Linked DNA regions of Hermetia illucens: region 2 is linked to region 1. Evidence: chromatin contacts called from public Hi-C data. All regions are on one chromosome and are shown on one strand. The core of a region is the stretch at or near the end of the contact, and the rest is flanking DNA. Distances in the headings are between cores, read along the strand shown. Region 1 holds the start of LOC119653588. Region 2 holds the start of LOC119656293 (probable peroxisomal membrane protein PEX13).

The links. Hi-C and Micro-C count contacts between places; a contact is called where the count stands out from the background.
Region 2: a Hi-C map of an unstated tissue shows a contact between it and region 1, with 6 times the contacts expected there. The contact joins the promoter of LOC119656293 here to the promoter of LOC119653588 in region 1. A contact is called at or near these places in 2 of 2 Hi-C or Micro-C datasets (an unstated tissue and whole body).

The regions. Positions count from the first base shown.
Region 1 is chr4:101,062,361-101,067,611 of iHerIll2.2.curated.20191125, forward strand. LOC119653588 reads left to right here and starts at 3,289. Exons shown (of 6, transcript XM_038058338.1): 1 at 3,289-3,422; 2 at 3,483-3,807; 3 at 3,866-3,953; 4 at 4,085-4,277; 5 at 4,350-4,508; 6 at 4,561-4,794. The coding sequence starts at 3,374. The coding sequence ends at 4,721. The region is part of intron 2 of LOC119653587 (dihydroceramide fatty acyl 2-hydroxylase FAH2); the gene reads right to left.
Region 2 is chr4:101,192,827-101,198,077 of iHerIll2.2.curated.20191125, forward strand. It overlaps LOC119656293 (probable peroxisomal membrane protein PEX13), which reads left to right and starts at 2,906. Exons shown (of 3, transcript XM_038062729.1): 1 at 2,906-3,634; 2 at 3,696-3,910. The coding sequence starts at 3,045. LOC119656292 (WD repeat-containing protein CG11141) reads right to left here and starts at 2,654. Exons shown (of 5, transcript XM_038062728.1): 1 at 2,414-2,654; 2 at 2,069-2,353. The coding sequence starts at 2,629.

The DNA of each region.
Region 1 (5,251 bases), core at 2,039-4,538:
ACTAGGAGTTCAATATTATCAACAAATATAGAGAAGGCAACCTATAATAGATACAAAGAAGTCGAAATACCGAAAGTTGGTGCTTCAGGTATAAAGGTTTTGTTTTCATATTTATGAGAAACTTCCTACGCACATTTTTATATTCGAATATGGCTAAAAACCCAAAATATGTCTCCATATTGTTTTCAAACTAAAAGATATACGTGCCGTATTACAGACGTAAATATTATGCTCTTTGTTTTCACACTTATGGTATAATTATCTACTGTATTCACCTAAAATTAGACGAATACATTTAATTTTGGAAATTTGTTAGCTCTTTTCCAATGAGAAACACGGCAGAAATCGGTAACGCTCTGTTGAAAAGCCTCCAAAACTGCCAAATTCAAAATGTATGGACAAATTAAGGTGCATGCAGTAGATTCATATAATAACTAAAGAAATATTTTTATTTTTACTATTCTGTTACCTTGCGCCATTAAGTTTTTTTTCTTTTTTTTTTGTATCTATGAAATTTTCATAGCCTATTACTTGTACGACGTTGAGTGCGATGATGGTGGAATTGAAGCACAATCTGACTGTGTGGATGCTCTATACTTCACCAAGGGGTGAACAGGGAACACTAAGAATATTAGTTATCAGGGATTGTCTTCAATCTGGACGCAGTACAGTACAGTAAGCCATACCACTCAAATTTCTCGAATGCAATAATTTGTAATTATGATAGGCGTGACAACTTGAGTACCGGCTCCAATTTTTTTGACTTTCCAAAAGTTACAGAACTTTTTTAACCTACGCTTTTGGTAAGGCATTTAGAAGTTCTGATAATTCCCATGAGTCTTTGATTGAAGTTTACCCATCATATTCTTGTCCTCAATTTCTCCTATCTAAGGTCGAAAATCACAACCGATAACAGCTCCGATGATGAAATCCGCGCACGGTTGTTGTCAGCCAACGGAGCCTATTTCAGCTTACAAAAACTGTTCCGCTCGAAACGTCTCACCATAGGGTCAAAGCTCTTACTGTACAAGACTTATGATCTTGCCAGTCCTCATGTATTCCTTGGAAACTTGGGTTTTTAGTAAGAAAAATTGCGAACTCTTGGCCGCGTTCGAGAGAAGAATCCTCCGAAGAATTTTTGGCCCCCTACATGAGAATGGACGATTCCGTAGCCTACACACGATACCATGACCGTCAGGTTGTGGATAAAATCCGGCTCAATAGGTTACGGTGGGCGGGTCATTTAATCCGTATGGATGAGGATGATCCCGCCCGGAAAGTCTATAAGGGCAATATCTATGGTAGAAAAAGAAGACGAGGCAGACCTTGCCTAAAATGGAGCGATGGCGTAGGCCAGGACGACAGACAGCTTTTAGGGATATCGAATTGGTGGACCTCGGCGCAAAACCGGGATATCTGGAGTTCCTTATTAAGGCAGTCCTAGACCGGATACCGGTTGTTGCCCCGTTGATGATGATGATTCTTGTCCTCACCGATTAACTAACTTGTAAAAATATCCGCTGTCATCTATGACCACTTGTTTTTCGTATCATCGACGGGTTGGTAAATTATCCGTTGAAAACAATGAGATTTGTTATTGGAGACTTCAACTTGTTTGACCCAGCTACATTGGTTCTAATCAGCTTTCTTTGCTATGCTTTCTGTCATCTTCCATCTCCTTAAAAGGAGTAAAGCACTAAAAAACATACCATTATACTGATCATATTCTTCTCCTCAACCAACCGTCTATAATGGCCTATTTATAGAAAAGATTCAACAGTTGAGGTGCGCGCCGGCCTCGTATCAAGCCGCTAGCCATGGAAGCGGCAGTAGAGTGCGTCGGTGGAGGCGAATTCACCACGGCAATGCAGGCGTGGTTCATGCCTCGATGTGCCGCCGCAAAATCATTCGAAGCTTTAATAAAAACACTGATTATTATCCATGTTATTCAATTTGGCGAAAAGTTAAAAAAGATTGCTATCATCGAAAAATTTTATAGAGTTACAGTAACTTGTGCAGAAAGTAATCTTCAGGATGTATTAAAAAATACTGCTCAGCGACTGCTTTTGATAGATATCATCCACCCCTTAGTTGGTGAAAAAAATAACAAATTTATTTTAATGTACAAGCGGGGTAGTGGTGGATTGCAGCAAACAAGATTTAAGCGGAGCGATTTTAGAATCTATATCAAGCGTCACAAAATGAGCAGTGAAAAATTCGCATCCTTTTGTTCAGACACAAGTAAATTGTATGTGGAACTATATCCTTGGCATCCAATGGCGCCTACTCTCCATATAATATTACTAAACCCATTGTGATTGAAAAAGCTTTGTTACTCATTGGTATGATGTCGGAAGAGGCTGCTGAGGCTTGCACTTGAAAAGGACAAAACCTTGCTTTTGCCCACTAAAGCGCAGAGTGAAAAAGTAGATGATGATGTTGTTGAAGACCTCGTAAAAGAATCTTCGGATGCACTGTAGTTATCGCCATCGAAATAATAATAATAATTGTATTGGAATATGATTTTTTCTTATTTAAAATTTTTTTCTTGTAAAATACAGTTTTTTCTTATTTAAAATGGAAAATAAACAAATTTTCGTAAAAACTGTCATTTTATTTGAGAGCTTTGTATCTTTCTTTGTTGTATTTGCCTCAATACAATTATTTGTAGTTATAAGTTATTTTAGATCAGAAAATAATTTTGTCCGGAATTTTGGGACAAACACCCCTATGTGCGGCGTATTATTTTTGTAAAAATAACAAAAATGTAAAATAAGTAATTAATATACAAATACAAAGATTTATTTAAACGTGCACAAATTATATATCAGTCATGCATCTGCAACAAAGGTAATGTTTTATTGAATAGCATTAGAAATGCCATCAATACATCTCTACTGCTCCTTAGTGATAAATGAGGAAACTTTCGAAGAGCTCATACTTGAATTTTATTTTTACAATTAAACAGCAGCAATGCAACCATGAGTAGCTTTTCCATGGGAGTCTGGTTTGAAGCAATAAGTTTTCTGGATACACAGCCATCCATACTCTTGTATGTGCGACCAGGCAAAAATGAACTATTAATTAATGTCTTTTATGTTTTTATGTAACATATGAAAAGATTATTTGCATTATACCCGGCAAACAAATCTATTCAAATTTATCATTTAACCGACATCTTCTTATTTCAGTACGCACCCTAATTTATGTCTCAGCATTGAACGAATACAAATTTGATAAGAAAACGATTTGTTTACTTTCCGTCAAGTTGTATTGTTTATGGACTACTTGTGACGAATGTGCATTCTTTGCTCAATAAAGTTTACTTCTGTGCCTTAATTTTGACCAATGTAATTTCGATTTGCAATCTGTGATGTCAATCAAAAACCTACCCACCCTAAAGGGAGTGTTTCCATTGCCGAGTAAGTTCCAAATCATTCAATCTGAGATCTACATTCCCATTTGTAACCGATTCGTTGTAGAGCCACCTCCAAAACGTGATTTTATCAGGGAAAATAAGCAAAAGTTAAGAGCCGTGCAGAGATTTTCATGTCCACGGGGAGAAAATAGTGAACAAGATGAATTTGGTACAAGGCGCTCGCATGTGCGGCAGCCACAAGCGCCGGTGCGTTCGCGTTCGATACCTGCTCATCGCATCCCCTCAGGATGTTCTTGCGCCTCGAAGCAGACAGAAAGCTCAATGGCTAGTGTGCAACCTCCATCCCGGAGAAGATCTGTGAATTGTGATAAAAGCATTCAAACTGATGATATTGACGACGAAGCATTCCTTGCTGATGCCTTGAGACGGTGAGTCCCAGAACGATTTGCTTGGGGAATGATCTTCTAACGTTTTCTGTTCGGACAGGTGCTCGACTAGAAACCAAAGGGACCACGGAGACCTAGGAAACGGGAACTTTATTAGCGACACCATTGATGATATTCCTCATCTCGAGGTAAGAATATGAAGACAGAGCTTTCGCTTCTCGTGTCATATCCACCTTTACGATTTGTTTGGTATCACAACGTGTTAGATCCTTTGAAAGTTTAATAACAATTCAAAACTACTTGCTTTCTTCCAATTCAGCGCATGACCCTATCCTACGAAAACAACCTGAACGTAGACTTATCGCAAATAAACGATGACAATCATTTGTCGGAAACGCAGGAGCCCATTTTACGTAAATCGCACTCAAGGCACGATTTGGACGAGAAGCTTCTCGACGACGGCAATAATAACAAAGGCCAACAAAGGATCTCCAACCGATCAGATCTACGAAGTGAGTTCACGTTTCTCCAGCACATTTCGTTCTTTTGCTGAGACTAATATTTGGGCATGTACCCCTTTCCAGGTCGTAGGGAAATCCGAATTCCAAAATATCTCGAACGTGAAAAACGCGAGAAAGAATTACAGCGAATACGTGAAATGGAGAAAGACCCCAACTGCCCCGCCGGACACTATGTCCTCAGCGAGGATGATCGGAAAGCTGCGCTTACAGCAGCTGAAAATAGTAAGTGGTCATTTGTCTTGTTTTTATTCGCTTGCTAAGTCTCCATTTTCAGAATTCCGACAGCTTGTCAACGAGCTCAATCGGATGCCGATGAGTGGGGAAACACTGCGAATACGTAACAGAAAAATGGAAATTGAAAAGGCTTTGATCGATTTGGAGAACACAATACGAAACTTCTCTAAATCGAAGGTGTACGTGAAAGACGAGAAATGAGTGTTTTATGTCTATTTGGGTTTTATTGCTCTAGAGTTTTAATGGAAATATAAAATTGTTTTATCGCACTTCACACCCTTGTTACCTTAAGTGAGAACTTTTTATTTGAGTCTGCTAAGTGACAAATAACAGAATAAAGAGCAAAAACTTTCAAATCTAACATTAAACCCTAGATGCTGCTCAAGAGCATGCATTGACTTCTAATTTGGTGACTGGTGGGGACATCGCCAGGAAGAGAAAGCAATATGTGGGCTATTCGTGAGACCGCTAGGCAGTTATTGGTTTTTACTTGCAGCTTGCGTTCAGATATGGTGACTACTTTGGCAGGCGTACCGGTGAGTAGAGAAGATTTCGTTCTTTCTCATTAGTTCTTAAAATTATTCATGTGGACGCCGCTAAAAGAGCATTGTTTAGTTTATGGCTAATGTCTATAATAAAACCGTCGTCGACCTTGCATTTTTTCACAAAACATCTTGCGATGAAGCAACGCAACTGAAATTATACCTGTTTAAATAATCCCTACTTCTTCT
Region 2 (5,251 bases), core at 1,656-4,155, 130 kb after region 1:
CTATTGGTTGCATCCACAGAAAAAAAAACAAATCGGAAACTGGAAGCTCAGGCGCTTCAGGTATGAAGGATTTTGTTGATTTGTTATGTAAGAATATTTCTCTACACGATGGTTCCATTTATACCGAGAAGACTAAACACAGTTGGAACAAATCAAGTGTCTAAGAGATACGAAATGCCAGTTCCTAGTCGGGTAGGGAAGAGGTAGCCAACTTGTCGGTGGCCCTTGTGGTTCATGCATTGGTGTATCGGTGTGTCAATGGCGCCTCGATGGTTTTCTTGGGTGTGTTTCCCCATCCCGTGTGACAAGCCATAAACAACAACCATGTGGCGCACACCAATGCATAGCATCACATACACGCCACGAACACAAGAATCAATGCTTGGAGTTTTTCTTGCGCAAGTACCGAAGAAGGTCAAACATGATTTTGTCCATCATACAAATTCAAGCACTGCCCCGGGAGAGGAATCTCCTATTTGCAGCTTTCTTGATTTATACCTAGCTCGAACTGTATATACGTTGAATATAGTATTGATACTTTATGAGTAAACATTTATCTATTTCAAATGTTTTTTTTTTATTTTATAAATCAGAGGGCCTCGCGGAATGTGCCTTGCCTACATTAAATTTAGGTCTGGCCCCGCCACTGTTCAATTCGATGTGGTACTGACATTTTATTTCTTAGGGAGTAGTAATTTGACGCGAATGGGGCAAATTTGACTTACTACAACTTTGTTAATAATAGTAAACTTTCGAATATGGAACAATGTAATTCACCTAATGTGTGAGGGTTTACAGTTCCAATCTTTCTATTATTAGGCGTAACCGTTACTAAGAAAAGTCCGTGAGACAGACAGAAAATTGACCGATTCTAATAGAGAGCACATACAATCGCCAAAAAAACGCGACAACAATTCTAGTTAGGTGCTCTTCTGATTTACAACAGAATGATTTGCGGATAAATAGACGACAATGGAATCATGACATGGGCAGGAAATGGATTCAATGGGGAAACACATGACGTATTTTTAGTGGATTGAATGGTAGGTTTTCGTTACATTACATTCCTCCGATCAGCCAACAGATCACGCTGCTAAAATTGAGGAGAGGAATTATATTTTTCACACCGCCGATATTTGCGCGATCAAAAACATAACGTTCTTCCATGATCAGTGCGATTGCCGGACTTGAAAATAATCGAAAAGGATAAATTAGTTTTTGCCAAAGGACAACACGACCAAAATTATATCAGATATATGTACTTGTCCTTGCCAAAGCGGATGTGTGAAGTGCTTAGCAACTAAGGCAGAGCTCACTATTGAGGTCTATCCTATCCGGCTACCAATTCTACTTACGTTTTTTTTTATTAAATTTTTTACACTTTCTATTAGTAGTTCTATTAGTATTGAGGTAAAAGTAGCCAATCTAATAAAGGAAATTAATTATTATTGTCAGTTAAGTTCTCTAATATTTGTTCCATATCTTATACTCTTGTCTCGAAGTGTATATTGACTCAACGTATCGTGGCGCTGAAAAAGTTTTAATTTGGCACAATGAAGTGCAACTACTTATTCGACAAAAAATGGTTAACTTTCGAGTTCAACTTTGAAAATATAGAAGAATTGTCGGCACTGTACCCTGGCTTTTAATTTTCTTATCTCTTCGACATGACATTGTGAGCCTATAAAGGAAACAGAATCATTTGTAAATTAGCCACAACATAAGTGACGTAAAAGTAGTAATGCAGGAAAATAATGCAAAATATCCAATAGGAAACATTCTGTTCATTTCCTGGCTTAATCTCAAGGCGCCCGTCATTGTCGCGTGCTGCCAACTCCAACTACACAATTAGTGTGGATTGCCTGAAGTCCGCCCCTGGCGCCTTGCCAGCCAGAATATTTATCGTTTCGAATTTGCCAAGGCAACAACCACGTAGCTAACTGCTTGCATCAATGCATCGACGTCGCTATCAATTTTTTTTCTGTTCTTGTCTTGCAAATGTCACGACCTATTTTTCGGGTCTGATAACGTGCCACGCACATTTCGGACAATCTAATTTTGCACTTACCGCTTGATAGTCGAATTCGGTTAGAACAACAACTCCTTGCTTGTCCCCTGAGAACAGTTTCATGCCGTTCTTCGACCATTCACAACACGTAACCGGTCCGCGATGCAGGTCTCGGATCGTGTAGCGTTCAATTGGTTTCGTTTTCGTGAGCGGGGCTGCTAAATTCAAATCGGGCGGAAGTTCTTTTTGTATTTGAAAAACGTTGACCTGGCCCGAGGAATTTCCGGCGGCCACCATGTACTCCACGGAGGAGACAACGCGCAGACAAGTAATGGGCGATGTTCCCTGGCGATAACAATTGACGTCAATTTTGAAGGGAAAGTTCTATGAAAAAGATGAACTCACCTCATTACGAAGCTTTTGGATTTCCCCGGATGCTCGATTATACCAAAAGACGATGCCGGCATCCGTCCCGAGGGCAATAAACTCCGGAACGGCAGCCACGGATGTTATGTTCAGGTTCTGTGAAAAGATACCTTTCTGAATGCGAGCCGGGACTTTTTCCAGCAGATCAGTCAACGGTGCCCATTCCCTTAGACTTTCGACGTCATAATTATCCATTTACGGTACCGTAGTGAGAAGAACCTAACCGTAACTTAATACGCGCCCCTAACAAATGTGATTCACTTGTAAGAGTCGGGAAACTTTGTAAACAAAATGTGTGCCACACACGAAAATATATCATCTGACGGGCAACGGCAGGGCTGTGCGAAACCTACTGTCAGTAATCAGCTGATGGAAATGATTGGGGACCGTTCTGAGGATGAATTGCTTCGCACACCCTCAAACAGAAAGCGAATCAATAACTGAGTATGTGTGCAACTGTATCGCGGAGTACAAAGTTCTGAAATGACAAGTGAAACCATCGAGACGTAAATTTGATCTTACCGAGCAAAGAAACCAAATCCGGAGTCTGGGATTAGTCGCGGCGTTTCTATAAAATAAATATTTGTTCGCGCATAAATTGCAAGTATCAATGGCGCACAATCTCGGCAACTTTAGATCCCCGGTATTAGCGGAACCTCGTTTAATTCCAGGCGGATCTGCGAATCTAATCCAAACGCCTTTAGGAAATGTCCGGTCGAATCAAATAGTGAGCTCGGTGCCTCCTCCGCTGCCGCCTCCCCTAAATGGGCAGTCCAATAGTTACTCCTATGGCGGCGGGAGTCCTTACATGGGGTACAACAGTTACAATAGTTATAGCCCAATGTACGGGGGCTACGGCAGTGGAGGTCTCGGAGGATATGGTGGTTTTGGAAGTGGATTTGGTAGTTACGGAGGATACGGATCGTATAATCGGTACGGTGGCATGAATCCCTATGACCCAGAAACCAGGTTCATCCAGCTCGCAGAGGAGAGCTCCCGGCCCGCATTCCAAAGTATTGAATCCCTCGTGGGAGCGATAGGAAATATCGCGGCGATGTTGGATTCAACATTTTTCGCTTTGACAAGTTCATTCCGAGCCATCCTTGGTGTTGCTGCTAATTTTGGCCGACTAAGGGGCGTATTCGCGCAGTTCTGGTCGACGTTCGCAATCTTTCGAGGACTGAATTGGATCTATAGGAAGTAAGCCACGCCGATAGCTTCCTATTTTGGTTTAAATAATCACGAAACCTTCCCATTACAGACTCCTGTATATGCTGAAAGTTTCGAACATTGACCCGTCATCCGAGGCCTTTAAAGAGGCCTTTGCTGCCGCTCAGAAAGGCTTGCAGACCGACCCGCAGCAGAAGAGAAAACCGTCACCCTGGCCTGTTGTCGCGTTCCTCGGTTTCATCTTCACCGCCCCATATCTGATCATGAAACTTCTGAGCACAGTGTCCAATTCGGCTGTTGAAGAGTGTGAGTACAGCTTCAAATTTAGCCTCGTTTGCTTTTGATTTTTGCCACTTTTTAATCTCATTTGAACTCAAAATGTGTCCGAGTGTTTGTCGCTTCTGTGAATAATAGACGGATCTAATCTTATCTCGTTTTAAGCTGCTGGCGAGATTAGCAGGTTGACTCTGTGTTTTTTCATGTTGGCTTTGTTTGCTTGTTTGAACTTTCTGGCCTTGGGCCTGAAATTCGTTGGATCTTGTGAACAATCAAGTTAATACCTGCGAAAATAGTTTGGAAATTTCATTGACGATTGGTTTCATCGGCCAACACGATAGCTATTGAACATTGGGGTCAATACAGAACTTTATTGAGCTCAATAAAATCAGATGCCTCCTATGCAATATAAACATAAAAATAGCCTCATCTGCGTTCATTATTATCGAGTACCGACTTGAAAGGGTTGTTTTTATGTAATTTGATTCTTTGGCTGGAAATAGCGCATTTAATTTCATTAAATAAGCTATCACCCATCGCGTGTTTTCATTTGATGATTTATCTCTGAATAAAGAAGTCATTTGAAGATTATCATAATTTTTCCTATTCAGGCGTAACTTTTTTTTGAGTATTTCACTTGTACTTTGGAACGAAAATTACGCAATTAGGATAGAATGACGATTGAAGTTAGGTCGAAAGCGTTAACCTAGGAACAATACCGGAACATTCAAGGCTGGAATAGAAAAGGAATATAGGTGTCATTCGATTCCAAATTGCGACTACGGACTATGGATACGAGTTCTGACGAAAATGTGTTTGGACTTGAGACCAGGGGCGTTTGAATTTACACTGAAGGAGGTAAAAGAAAGCATCAAAAAGGTCTCAAATTTTCGTGAATATGTTTCTCCAAAACAAAGACTGACTGTTATTTCAAGGTATGAAAACATTTTACTGTGTATTCAGTTCTTTACTCCAATGGAAATTTGAAATATTCAAATGGCGCTTACATCTTCAATTATATCTTGAACTTGAACTCTCGTTTCGAGAGTTTGAATTTCTTTTCTTTCCTTAAACATTTGTATGTTTTCTTCTTCAAGCTTCATCAATTTGTTAACCACAGTGAGATTATTCACCTCGGCATTTTTTTTTATAAGCAATAGGAAAGTTTTGCGGTGGCGTACTTTCATCTGTTGTCTTCACTGAGATGATACAAGAGTTTGTGTTTCTGACTCTGGTTCGTCTGCAGCAAGATTAGGGGAAACGTAGTAGTTAAATTATGAGTGTTTCCATTAAAAGTTGTCCCACTCAGGACATTACTCTGCCATTTTTTTTTAATTGGTTTTTCAAAAATTATGTTTTTAAAATAGGCCC